Linked DNA regions of Mustela erminea: region 1 is linked to region 2. Evidence: chromatin contacts called from public Hi-C data. All regions are on one chromosome and are shown on one strand. Each heading gives the region's core, a stretch centred on a gene start, on an enhancer-like site or on the middle of the called end of the contact. The rest is flanking DNA. Distances are from core to core; before and after follow the strand shown. Region 1 has its middle 80 kb from the start of ZNF706. Region 2 has its middle 77 kb from the start of YWHAZ.

The links. A called contact is a pair of places that touch in the nucleus more often than the background predicts.
Region 1: a Hi-C map of fibroblasts shows a contact between it and region 2, with 5 times the contacts expected there. The contact joins two enhancer-like sites. A contact is called at or near these places in 3 of 3 Hi-C or Micro-C datasets (fibroblasts, skeletal muscle and spleen).

Annotation. Positions count from the first base shown.
Region 1 is chr16:49,502,288-49,508,025 of mMusErm1.Pri, reverse strand. No RefSeq gene overlaps it. Among named protein-coding and RNA genes, the nearest start is that of ZNF706, 80 kb to the right of the region's middle. Within about 2 kb of position 4,390, the one cell type or tissue checked has open chromatin away from gene starts, as enhancers often do. A contact at or near this core is called in fibroblasts, where this site is marked.
Region 2 is chr16:49,145,282-49,150,466 of mMusErm1.Pri, reverse strand. No RefSeq gene overlaps it. Among named protein-coding and RNA genes, the nearest start is that of YWHAZ, 77 kb to the left of the region's middle. Within about 2 kb of position 3,671, the one cell type or tissue checked has open chromatin away from gene starts, as enhancers often do. A contact at or near this core is called in fibroblasts, where this site is marked.

The DNA.
Region 1 (5,738 bases), core at 3,141-5,640, 360 kb before region 2:
GTAAGCATTTGGAAACCCGCTTAAGAACTTGGAATAGCTCTGCTAACAGCTGGGCCCCCTGTCATTTTAGCTCCAGGAAATTGATCAAAGACCATCAATTAGCCCTTTATGTGGTCACCTCAGTCTGGCCTCAGAACAGCAGATGTTGAAAGGGGTGAGAGAGCAGTGTCTCCTGCAGAGCGGGGACTTGACATTTTTCACTTCTGAGAGTTATTTGAAGATTCTTGGGTTTGACTTTCCTGGCACAGACCCAGAGATTCTTGACTGAACCAATCCTAAAAGAGTGGTGACTTTTGGTTTTGAATTGGTGCATTAGGTAAAATCTTAATCATTACACACACACACACACACACACACTCATCCACGATGGTGTCTCACGTACGGGTGAAGATACTGAGGATGAAGCTTGCCTTCTCTCTGCTCTTTTCCAAGAAGAGCCGCTTTCAGGCAACCAACCCTCCAGGATGTGAGAAAAACAAGCCCTGTTTTATTTTTTCCAGCAGATGGCGCTGTGTACCGCGCGCTGCTGGGCCACGTCGCCGTGATCGCTGAGGGACTCTACCACCTCCTAACAAGAAAGTTGTTCCTCCAAAGCCTGGGGTTGGGGCCAGGCTCCACTCTGATGCGCTCTCGTCTCCTCCGCAATCTTACAGACATTATTCATCCACCACAAGCCGTGAATGGATCATAAAATATATAAAAACTGCTTCCTACAAATGCATTCATTCAGCAAGATTTAGTGAGTGACACCTGTCTGCCCGGAGTGGTTTGTAGAGCAGGGGTACAGTGGTGAGCAAAATAGATGATTAAATGATGTCCATTCCTGTACAGAACTTTCCAATTAGGCAGTAAGACGATAAAAACATACACACAACTCTATCTCGCCCTCTCGGTCATCCGTAGGTACTCAGAAGAGAAAATAAGCAGGCTCCTTCTGTGGGCTGCTCTAGAAAGCCTTTCTGGGGGGTGACAGATGAGCACAGGCCTGAATGATTCTAAAAAGGGCACCTTGGAATCACCCGCAGTTTTTACAAGGCCAGAGCCCGGGCCCACCCCTGAGGCCTGCTGACTTGATTGGTGAGGGGCAGTGTCTCGGGCCTGGGTCTTTTCATCTCCCACGTGATCCGAATGCGCAGCCAGGGTTGAGAACAAGGAACTCTATATATCGCAGCAGGAAACCATACCCCTTGGCAGAGAATTTTCCTGTAGCTGAATGAAAACCTTCCGTGATATTCAGAACCCCACAAAGGTGCCCCCGACTCTTTTTGCTGCCGCCTGACTTGACATCTTGGCTGGGGGCACCCTGGAGGCCCTGGGTCGGCACTGTCCCAGGTGGCTACCCAAAGTCCAGTCACGGTAGGCAGTGGAGCTCACTCACTCCTCAAGCCAGAAAACACTCCCACAGTCCTCTGGGCAGATGAACCATCTTACTTCTCAGTAAAGTAGGGGAGACCTTGTAACTTCCTTCTCCTACTCGCATGTGAATTTGCTTGAGTGCCCTATATGGGAGCAGAGGACTGTCCCACTGTCTATGCGTCTTAAGATAGGGAGCGCCCTTTCTGCTCTCCAGGTGACCACCCTAAGCTGCTTCCCTCACACTTGCATGTCTCTGATCTTGTACCTGAACTCCCTGCCTCTCCCTCTTCTGTTCTGGAAGTCATCAAGAATCTTGAGGTAAATACAGAGAACAAACTAGTGGTTGCCAGAGGGAAAGGGGGTGGGGGAAGGGCACACCGGAAGAGGAGTGAGAGACACAGGCTTCCGGTCTGGACTGAATAAGTTGGAATAAAAGGCACAGCATAGGGAATAAGAGTGTAACAGCATTGTGTGGTGACAGATGGTAGCTACCCTTGTGGTGGCACAGGAGACTTACAAGCTTGTGGGATCGCTGTGTTGTACCCCTGAAACTAATGTAACATTGGGTGTCAACTATTCTCAAAAAAAGAAACAGGGAAGAAAAGAGAATCTTTAAGGGAAAGGGCCTCTTCGAACTAGATTCGGAAACTGTTGAGTGGGCCCAGGTGTGCTCTTGGGGCCTGATGGATCACAGCCCTCAGCTGCTGACCCTGATTCTGTCTTGTTTGGGACACATGGGTCCTATCTCCACATGGATCCCTGACTGTGAGCTGCCCTGGTGAGCATCTCCTTGTTTCTCTTTCAGACAGGCTGGAGACTGTCTTTCCCTCCTCTGAAATGCTGGCGAGGGGAGCGTGGCCATATCCACCTTCCTGAGACTTGTGCTCCAAGGCAGATCTTTGCTCTCAGACATGGAAGTGCTCAAGGAGGCCATTGGGGGGTGAGAGGGGACCCAGGCTGAGAACAGGCATACTCAGAAAAAAAACCCTGGGTAATGAGATCTCCACAGTATTTGTTCTGGGACCCGAGGCCACAGTTCTTTCTCTTTCTCTTTATTTTTAATGATAGAAAATTCAAAACCAACATGGAAGTAAAAAGAATAGTAAGGTGAAACCCCATGGAGCCCACCATCCGGCTTTTTAACAGGTGACCATCCTTATGTCATCTGGCATCATAACTCTAGAAGACAGGGACAGAGAAGTCATAGTAGGTTTCAGACAACATGTCTTTGGACCCATAAATAGGTCAGAGGCACATCTTTAACTGATAGTATTTTTAACACTCCCACCATGCTTTTATCCCCTAAACTACCACAGTAGTTCATAGTCACATCTCCGCGTTGTCTTGAAGGTCAGTTCTCTTCAACGGGAATCAAACTCTGACTTGATACGGGCGGGTATCATAGTCATTTTCCAAGTACCCAACCATTTCCAAATTCCCCAACCATTCTTGTTGGGTGAGGAGTGGGAATTTAGGTAGGAACATTTCCCCTTAACATTGACCTGAGAGGTTTAGTGAAAGGCACCTGGGACTTGGCTCAAACTTGAATCCTGTCTGGTACTTCACGACTTAGGGTGGGGTCTGGATGAAGCTTCTCTTCCCTGTCTCTCTGCGGTGAAGACAAGATCACTTGTTATGAGCCTTAAAATTCACAGAGAGTGGTCTGTTAAGTACTTGTCAAAAGCAAATAAGCATTATTACATAAATCTCCAACAGTATTTCCCTGCAAAAAAAAAAAAAAAAAAAGTATTAGTTAAGCTCTATTCTCTGGTGTGAAAAAGTCAACTGAACCACTCATAATCCTTAAGAAATGCCTTCAATGTTTAATGGCCTAGTTCTTAAAATAGACACCCTCCGCCACCCAGTGAAATCACTCTATTGAGTTTAGAAGTTTTCACAAAAACAAAATTCACTGTCTTCCCTCCCTCAGTCATTAAGAGATAGTCTTTAGCTCTTGGATAGTTCTAATTCTTTTCCCTAGAAGCTGTTCCCTTAGAAAGGAAGGGAGAATAAAAATCGCAGAGTGTGTTAGGGATTTAGTTGAAAGCAGGGTGCTAAATTGTACCTTATCTCGAGGCAGAAAGAGATTTTTCTAGACTTTGTTATTTGTGAGGTTGACCCCTTTGTTGTTATAATCCCCATGAGAAGTTGTTGTAGTTGCTTGGTTATGCTCTGGAGAAAGGCATTAGTCTCCTGTAATGAATTACTGCCAGTTCGGTGGCTTAAAACAACAAAAATTTATCATCTTGTGGTTCTAGAGATCAGAAATCTAAAATGAGTTTTATGGCATTAAAATCAAGACATTGGCATGGCTGGCTCTTTCTGGAACCTCCAGCAAAAATTTTGCTCTGTGACTCTTCCAGCTTCTAGAGGCTGCCCATACTCCTTGGCTCATGTCCCCTTCCTCATATCACTCAGACCACTGGCTTCTCTCATGACATCTCCTGACATCTGCTCTAAGCTCCTGCCTCCCTACGATTAGGACCCTTGTGATTACGTTGGGTACCTTCAGATAATCGGCATATCTCTTCATCTCAAAAATCTTTCATTTAAACAATCTGGAAAGTCTCTTTTGTCATATATGGTAACATTTACAGGTTCAGGGGATTAGGATTTGGCCATCCTTTAAGGGAAGGAAAGAGCTGTTGGAAATCCAGGTGTCACAAATCACCTCAGAACAGTATCCTGTTTTAGTCTTCCTGGGGGTGGCCCGCTGATAGTCACATACACTGTACTCTGCAAAATCCAACCTGGTCGTTTGTTGAAGTATAGAAATTTGGGGGCCCTGAAACAGATACGATATGTTTTCTCCTCTGTGAATCAAAATTCCCCAAAACTGTGAGCATCTGTTCATAATCAACTATTCATGTATTATCATCAAATAGTATCAATTTTGGACTTCTGTTGTTAATGTGGGGTTGTACAAACATGAGGTAAGCTTGTCATCCCTCTTGACTCTGGGCAGGCTCTGGGACTGCTTTGACCACATCCAGGCCTTATGAGTCAGACAACGCTCACTTCCTGTCTCCCCGAACACTGGTTCTAAGAGCCTAATCTTCCTCATAAAAAGTCCAGCTCCCTTGCTGGGAAGATCACACGGAGAGGTCTGGAGGGTACTGGGAGAAGAAGAAAGGCATCGCTGAGTACAGCCCTCCAGCTGTCCCTACGGGGCACCAGTTGTGTGAGCAGGCTGTCTTGAACCCTAAAGACCAGCCCGCTCCAGCTGAATAGCATTGAATGACACAGTCTACACTGCAGGCAGCCGGATAATCATCCTATCGGGTCCTCTCTGAATTCCCGACCCACAAAACTGTGAGATGTAAGAAAGCGGTTGTAGCGTTAAACCTCTGTAGTTTCGGGGTAGCTTGTTGTGCGACAATTAGGTAAGCAGGCAGAATTTGGTGACCAGCACATGCACAGTGGTCACTCTCTAGAGGGTCTAAGGGTAGAAATGTAGGGGCCATCCATCCACAAATCCCAATCTGTAGCATCATCAGAGAGTCTTGGTTTGGACCTTCCCTGTCCACACAGCGAGAATCGGATGGTTGGTCTCTGCAGTGGGGATCGTAAGAATAAGGAGTCATGGAGGTGTTTGGGGGGTGACAAATGGGATAAGAGTTTTGTAGTCTGAGAAAGCCTGTCCCGATGTCATAGTTAGTAGTGGTAGTTACAGTGACAGTGCTATGGGAGATTTTCAACAGAAAAAGAGTCATTCTCTGCTCGCCTCACATTGTCTCCAAGGGTGGGTGTTGATAACAGGCGTAGAGCAATTTGATTTTGCATCATAACTCATTTTCAGTGCGGAAGAGGAAGAAAAGGACAAGGGAAAAGAAAACAAATTATTTTATTTCCTCCCAGAGAGTTTGGGATCCAGGGTGTTATTCACTAGCGCATTACGTAATTGGAAATTATGTAATTGGTAGACACATGTCTTCTTTCTCTTCCTGTCCCAGGCTGACCCTGCCCTCTCTTGCCTTCTCTGATCCACGTGCAACTGTATGTGCCCCCTTCCACTACAATAGAGTGAAAGGGTATTCTGTAGGCTGAGCCCGCGACTGTTTATTTAAAATCAGTTGGCCCTTCAGAAAGTTTGATCCAGCCTCATACAAAGAATGATTAAAGAGCTGGTGTGGAGACGGTCTGCCTCTCTAAGGAAGGCAGTTCACGCAATCAAGGCATGAACTTGAGCCCAGAAAACAGCTAGCACATGCAGTGTGCAGCCTCTGTTGAGCTGCCTTTGAACACATTCGGAGTTTAGTCTGTCCAGACGGAGGTCTGCAAAAGATTAGAAGCTGGAATTCAAGGCCTGTCAGGAACGCACCCGCACAGCCTCTGGGGCCAGAGGCTTTTGGTCACAAGAGAGGGGAGCCTCTTCTCTGGCA
Region 2 (5,185 bases), core at 2,422-4,921:
GATGAGGTGGGCCCTGGGGAGGAGGTGTAGGTGCTCCCTCTCTGCTTCTCCTGTCTCTGCAGACTCTAGACTCCTGGGGGCCGAGTCCCCTCAGCAGGTGGAGTCTGAGAGAGGGCATCAGCATTTTGCTTTGTCCCCAGTTACTGTTACCCTGGAGCACAGGGGGCTTCCATGTCTAGACAAAGCCTGGGGTCTTCAGCAGTGAGCATTAATCCTACCTCAGCCATCAGGATGTCACAGCAATGTCAGGCTAGCTTCCCCGTCGCTTTAGCCTTGGTGTAACTGGGCCCCTAGAAAGGGTGAAGGAAGCAGGTTTATCCCCCAGCCTCTGTAACCCTGCCTCCTGCTCAGAAGCCCCTCAGCCCTGTCTTCCCCAAGCACCTGTGTGAGTGTGCAGTCACCCTCCTCCATGCCTTCCAGAAGCCGGGACCATTACATGCCTCAGGGAGGCAGACTTGCCACCTGCTCTCACGGTTGGGTCCCACCAACCGTGGCTTCTGTGGGCAGTGCAGGGTTAAGAGACAAAGCCTTTGGCTTGCACTGATCCCCAAGAGTGAAACCTGGGGTGGGTATGTGATTTGGTGGGGGGGACTCTTGCACAACTAGATCCTTGCCGGCCCTCAGGAGCCCCCACAGCACATGGAGAAGGCAGGCTAGGACATGACTATGGGGCCCATCTTGGTGATTCGCAAACTTGGGCATGTGTCAGAAACCCCTGGAAGGATGAATACCCCAGCCCTTAACCCCAGAGCTTTTGACTTGGTTGGGCCTAAGAATGTGCATCCCTTACAAGCTCCCACATGATGCAACTAGCTGCTGGGAGGGCCCCACTTCGAGAGCCACCGCTTAACTGAGCGTTGCTTCCCTTACCAAGATACGTCACCGGCCCAATACGGACAAATCGCTGCTGCCAGCCCTGCTGGGGCGCAGCCCGAGCGGAGGCCATCCTTTCTGCCTGCCCCCCCACCGCCTCCCCGAGTTGGTCAGCATCAGCAAAACCACTTGGATGCCCGGAGCCGGACAGCCAGGGAGGCCCCGGCCCTCTGCCTGGGGACCCCGCTGGACACACAAAGCGTTCACTGTGGCGTGAACTTGCTGACAAGCACCACCCTGTGTTTGGGAGATGAACCAAATCTGGATAACGTTGGACCCATGGATTCCTGGCTCTGAAAGCTGATGCGAAAACTGCCCCCTGCCCTCTCAGCCAACCTACCCCTCGGCCAGCCTCTCCAGCCTGGCCAGAGGTCTACCAGCTGCCTCCCCGCCGTGAGGCCGACGCCTGACTGAGTGGGCTCCTCAGCAACCGCCACCTTCCCCATCATGTTTGCCCTCTGCCCTCTGCAGCTTGTGCCCCGGCCTGGGACTTCAATCAGAGACACGTGCCCAAACCGGCAGAGGGGAGTGGCTCAAGCCCGCGGTCGGGGGTCTTTGCGCTGCAGACCCTGTGTGGGGGCACCAAGGCAGCCCCACTAGACTAGACTTGAGTCCCCCTCTCAAGGCCTCCATGGAGATGTAATGAATTCTCTCTCCTTGGCTTGCAGGAAGCATCACAATTTTCCTGTTTGTCTCTCCCCTCCCCAACCTCTCTTCCCATCACCTGCCCGTGAACTTCAGGTGAGTGGTGAGACATTTGCATATAGGAAGACCTCCTAATCACCTCCTTGGTGTTTAAATCTGACCCTACAGCCCCTGGGTCTTCACCTGAGCCCTGAGCCAGAGCATGGATTAAAGGATAGGTAGGTCAGCAGGTACTGAGGTCTCCATCCATGAAGTGCCCCCCAGACCGCACACAGGAGAACAAGTCAGAAAGACACAGCCTGCTAACTAAGGTGCCCGAGGGGAAACACTTGAACTGCCTTTGCTCTCAGCCTCAAGCAATCAAAGACAGCTTCCCTGGCCGCGGTCCTTTCTGTGGAATATTTCTGCATCATACCCAGCCCTTGGACGGCTGTTCGATGCTCACAGTCAGTGGAATATTTCACGGGCATGTGCTGACTACCAGAAATCTGTCATTTATTTAACTAACTTCTAAATGGGTTCAGGAAGTTCAGAAAACTGCATGGATGTGATAAATTCTAATCTCAAACACAAAGAGGAACATGAGTTTTATGAATATAAAACTTGTTTTCCTCTGCCATAACTAATAAGTATTAAACAAGTATTTATTAAAAATTAATTTGGAAGGGATGCTAAATTATTACTTGCCACTGATCTCGAGCTGACCCCATGCAAAGGCTGTGAAAATGTTATGTTCGTGTGCAATTTTCTGGGTGAGTCTTCCGGCTGCGGCATCATTTTCGAAAGCGCCACGAACATGCCCACCAACCGGAACAGTGTAGGAACCCCTGGCGAAGATAAAGCTCTCAACTCCCCACATCTCCTTCCTCGCCTCCTTCCCTCTGCCCAGCTATCTTCGTTCTTGGCTTTCCCTTGTCATCTGCTGTGTGACTAGCCTGGAACCGCATATTTCACGAATGACCAGTGTCCTCTGGATTAAAATGAGCTGGAAGGGTGTTAGGATCCAAGTAAAATAATAATTTACACATGCTTTACAAAATTACACAAAACCAAGGTGTAAAACAAAAGCAAGGAATTGCCCATATTGTGAATGTCATGTAGCGACCGATGCCTAATCTCTTGGCCACTCTGTCCACAGGCTGGCTGCCTCCTGTTGCAAGGACTGAAGTGTGGTGACGATATGAGCTGATGTCACTTAGTCCCCCTATGAACTAAGTAGCATTATCCCCACTTTACAGACTAGGAAACTGAGGCCCGGACGGTTTATGTAACTTGTCTCAATTAAACAGGGGAGGGTTTGAACTGGAAGCATTCTCACTTTTAGTCCCCAGCTTTTAACTACTCTTGAACAGCTACTCTGTGCCAGGAGCCATGCTAAATAAGCACGTGATGCGAAGGAACTTACTGAATCTTCACAACAAGTCTCTGAAATGAATACTGCTATTTTCCATAACTGAGCTAGAGATTGCCTGTCCTGTACCACAAGATCGCAGAACTAATAACTGTTAGGGCTCAAGTTTACCCTGGACAGTCTTACGGCAGATTGCATGCACCTAGCTCTTGCACTGGCATGACAGGCTTTAAGGAGCTGCCTAAATCGGCTTCCAAATAACCATGGGGTGGGGGTAGGGGAGACATACATTAAAGGTGATTTCTGTTATTGGAGGATTTGAGCTTTTTTTTTTTTTTTTTTTTTAAGATTTAGAATCTCATCAGTGATGGATAATTTCATCAGCCTTCTCACAAGCCCCTGTGACCACACAGGGCCTGCAGCAGACATCACTAGATACTGACTGTATACTGTAGAAAGCAAGCACCCGGCGGCGCGGTGCCTTAGGGGCTGCAGAGAAGAGCGGAGGGCTCTGTGCCCTCCGGGAACGCCTGTCTGGGCTGGCGGGCAGACACGTACGGGAAAGCACCATAGAAAGCAGAGCGATGAGATGCCCTGATGACGTTGTAGGAGTCTGGGGAGAATTCGGTGGCATTTGCTGTCTGCCGGGTTCCCCGATGGGGAGCAGGGTGGTGGTGGGGGGCAGGTGTGGCCGGCGGGAGGGTTTTCAGTGGTGCCTGCAGCCGGTGGAGAGATGCAAGGCCGAGCTGTTACTCAGCGCGCTAGCTCCTCTGCTGGTTCCAAACGGCAAGAAAGAGGGCGGTTTGGGCTCCGCATCCAGCTGGTCACATGCCACAGGCAGCTCTTTGTTTCCCCTGCCCGGCCGTTCACTGCCCAGCGCATGGGCAAATTTTGGAATTAGGGGTTCTGTGGGATCACACAAGTACAGACCCTTCTCTGCACACTTCCGGCCCTGTTTTGGGGGCAGAGAGCCCTTGGGACACCCCCTCCGCCCGTCCCCCGCAGTTTCCCAACTGATGATAACTGTAGCTGACGACCCAGCATTACATAAGAGGATTATGAAACTCTGTAAGGGGGAGGTAGGTGATGTGTGTATATAAATAGAAACAAACCTCATTGCTGTGCTACTTTAAGACCCAGAGACATCTAGTGGCAGAAAATCATATCTGCAGGCCTAGCCCATTCTCTCCAAATAAGTGACTTAGGAAGTCCTAATTTGTGAGACTTTTGTACATCCCCAAATTGGAAGACCTTGCACGAGAAGACTTTGAAAGAACAGGATCGTACAGGATTTTCCCTTGAAAGAGTACAGTATTGTCTTTCATAAAGAGTACCATACGCGTACTTGAAGCCTCTTCTTCCCAAGGGCTAAATGCACACGATCATGGGGAGTGTGTGAAAGGGAAAATTAAGGTAGAATGACTCTCACATCCTCCACACACTTGCCTGTTGCACAACGCTGAGCTTTTTTTTTTTTTTTGAAGTGATTAGGTTTTGTACCAACTTCATCATTATGATCCAATTAGCCTTGCACATGAACTTACGTGGCTGTAACAACCATTAAACCAAGTGTTTAGGAGAATACATAATGAGAAAGCTTCCTCACAATGTAGACTAGAGAATAAATTTCCCTGGCTGGAGGGGAAATAGCCCTCAAAGGAAACCATTTCAGGGTGGACATTGGTGGGTCTCTGAGAAACCACAGGGGGGACCCGGGGAGACTCTGGGAACACTGTGGAATGTTGGGGTGACAGCAGCACGTGGGACTTGTGTCATGCTTCCCTAAGGAGTCCCAAGGAAGTGGCAAGACCTAGAGAAAAAGTGGCTGTACACATGGCCTGAAGGATGGGGCTTAGGCAGCCCCCCAGAGTCTCCTACACCCCAGGATCATGGAAATGTACGGATAGATAGAAGTAGAAGGGCTCACCAAACCCCTCGAATTGCTACCTGAGAACAGAGTGGGGTGTAAGGTGTCCCAGCAGTTGCTCATGTGGCCAGATGACACCCCCCCCATGCCTCAATACCAGGAAAGCTCCCCACTACTAAGATACGAAACTGGGGAAGACAGGTGGATGAGTAAGTCCCATACCGAGTGATCTGGTCTTTTACCACCCCCCTACCCCAGTGGAATGGAGATGCACAATAGAAATTACATTAAGGTATAGAAAATGACAAAAGTATTATTTTTTTGTACCTGTATTGGTGGACTGAGCTGTATGTTACATACTAGCTGCGTTTTTATAGAACAAAATAGGACTTTTAGATATGACTGTAGGATATTTGGAAGAAAACGGTTTCTCTTCATAGTAGCTTACA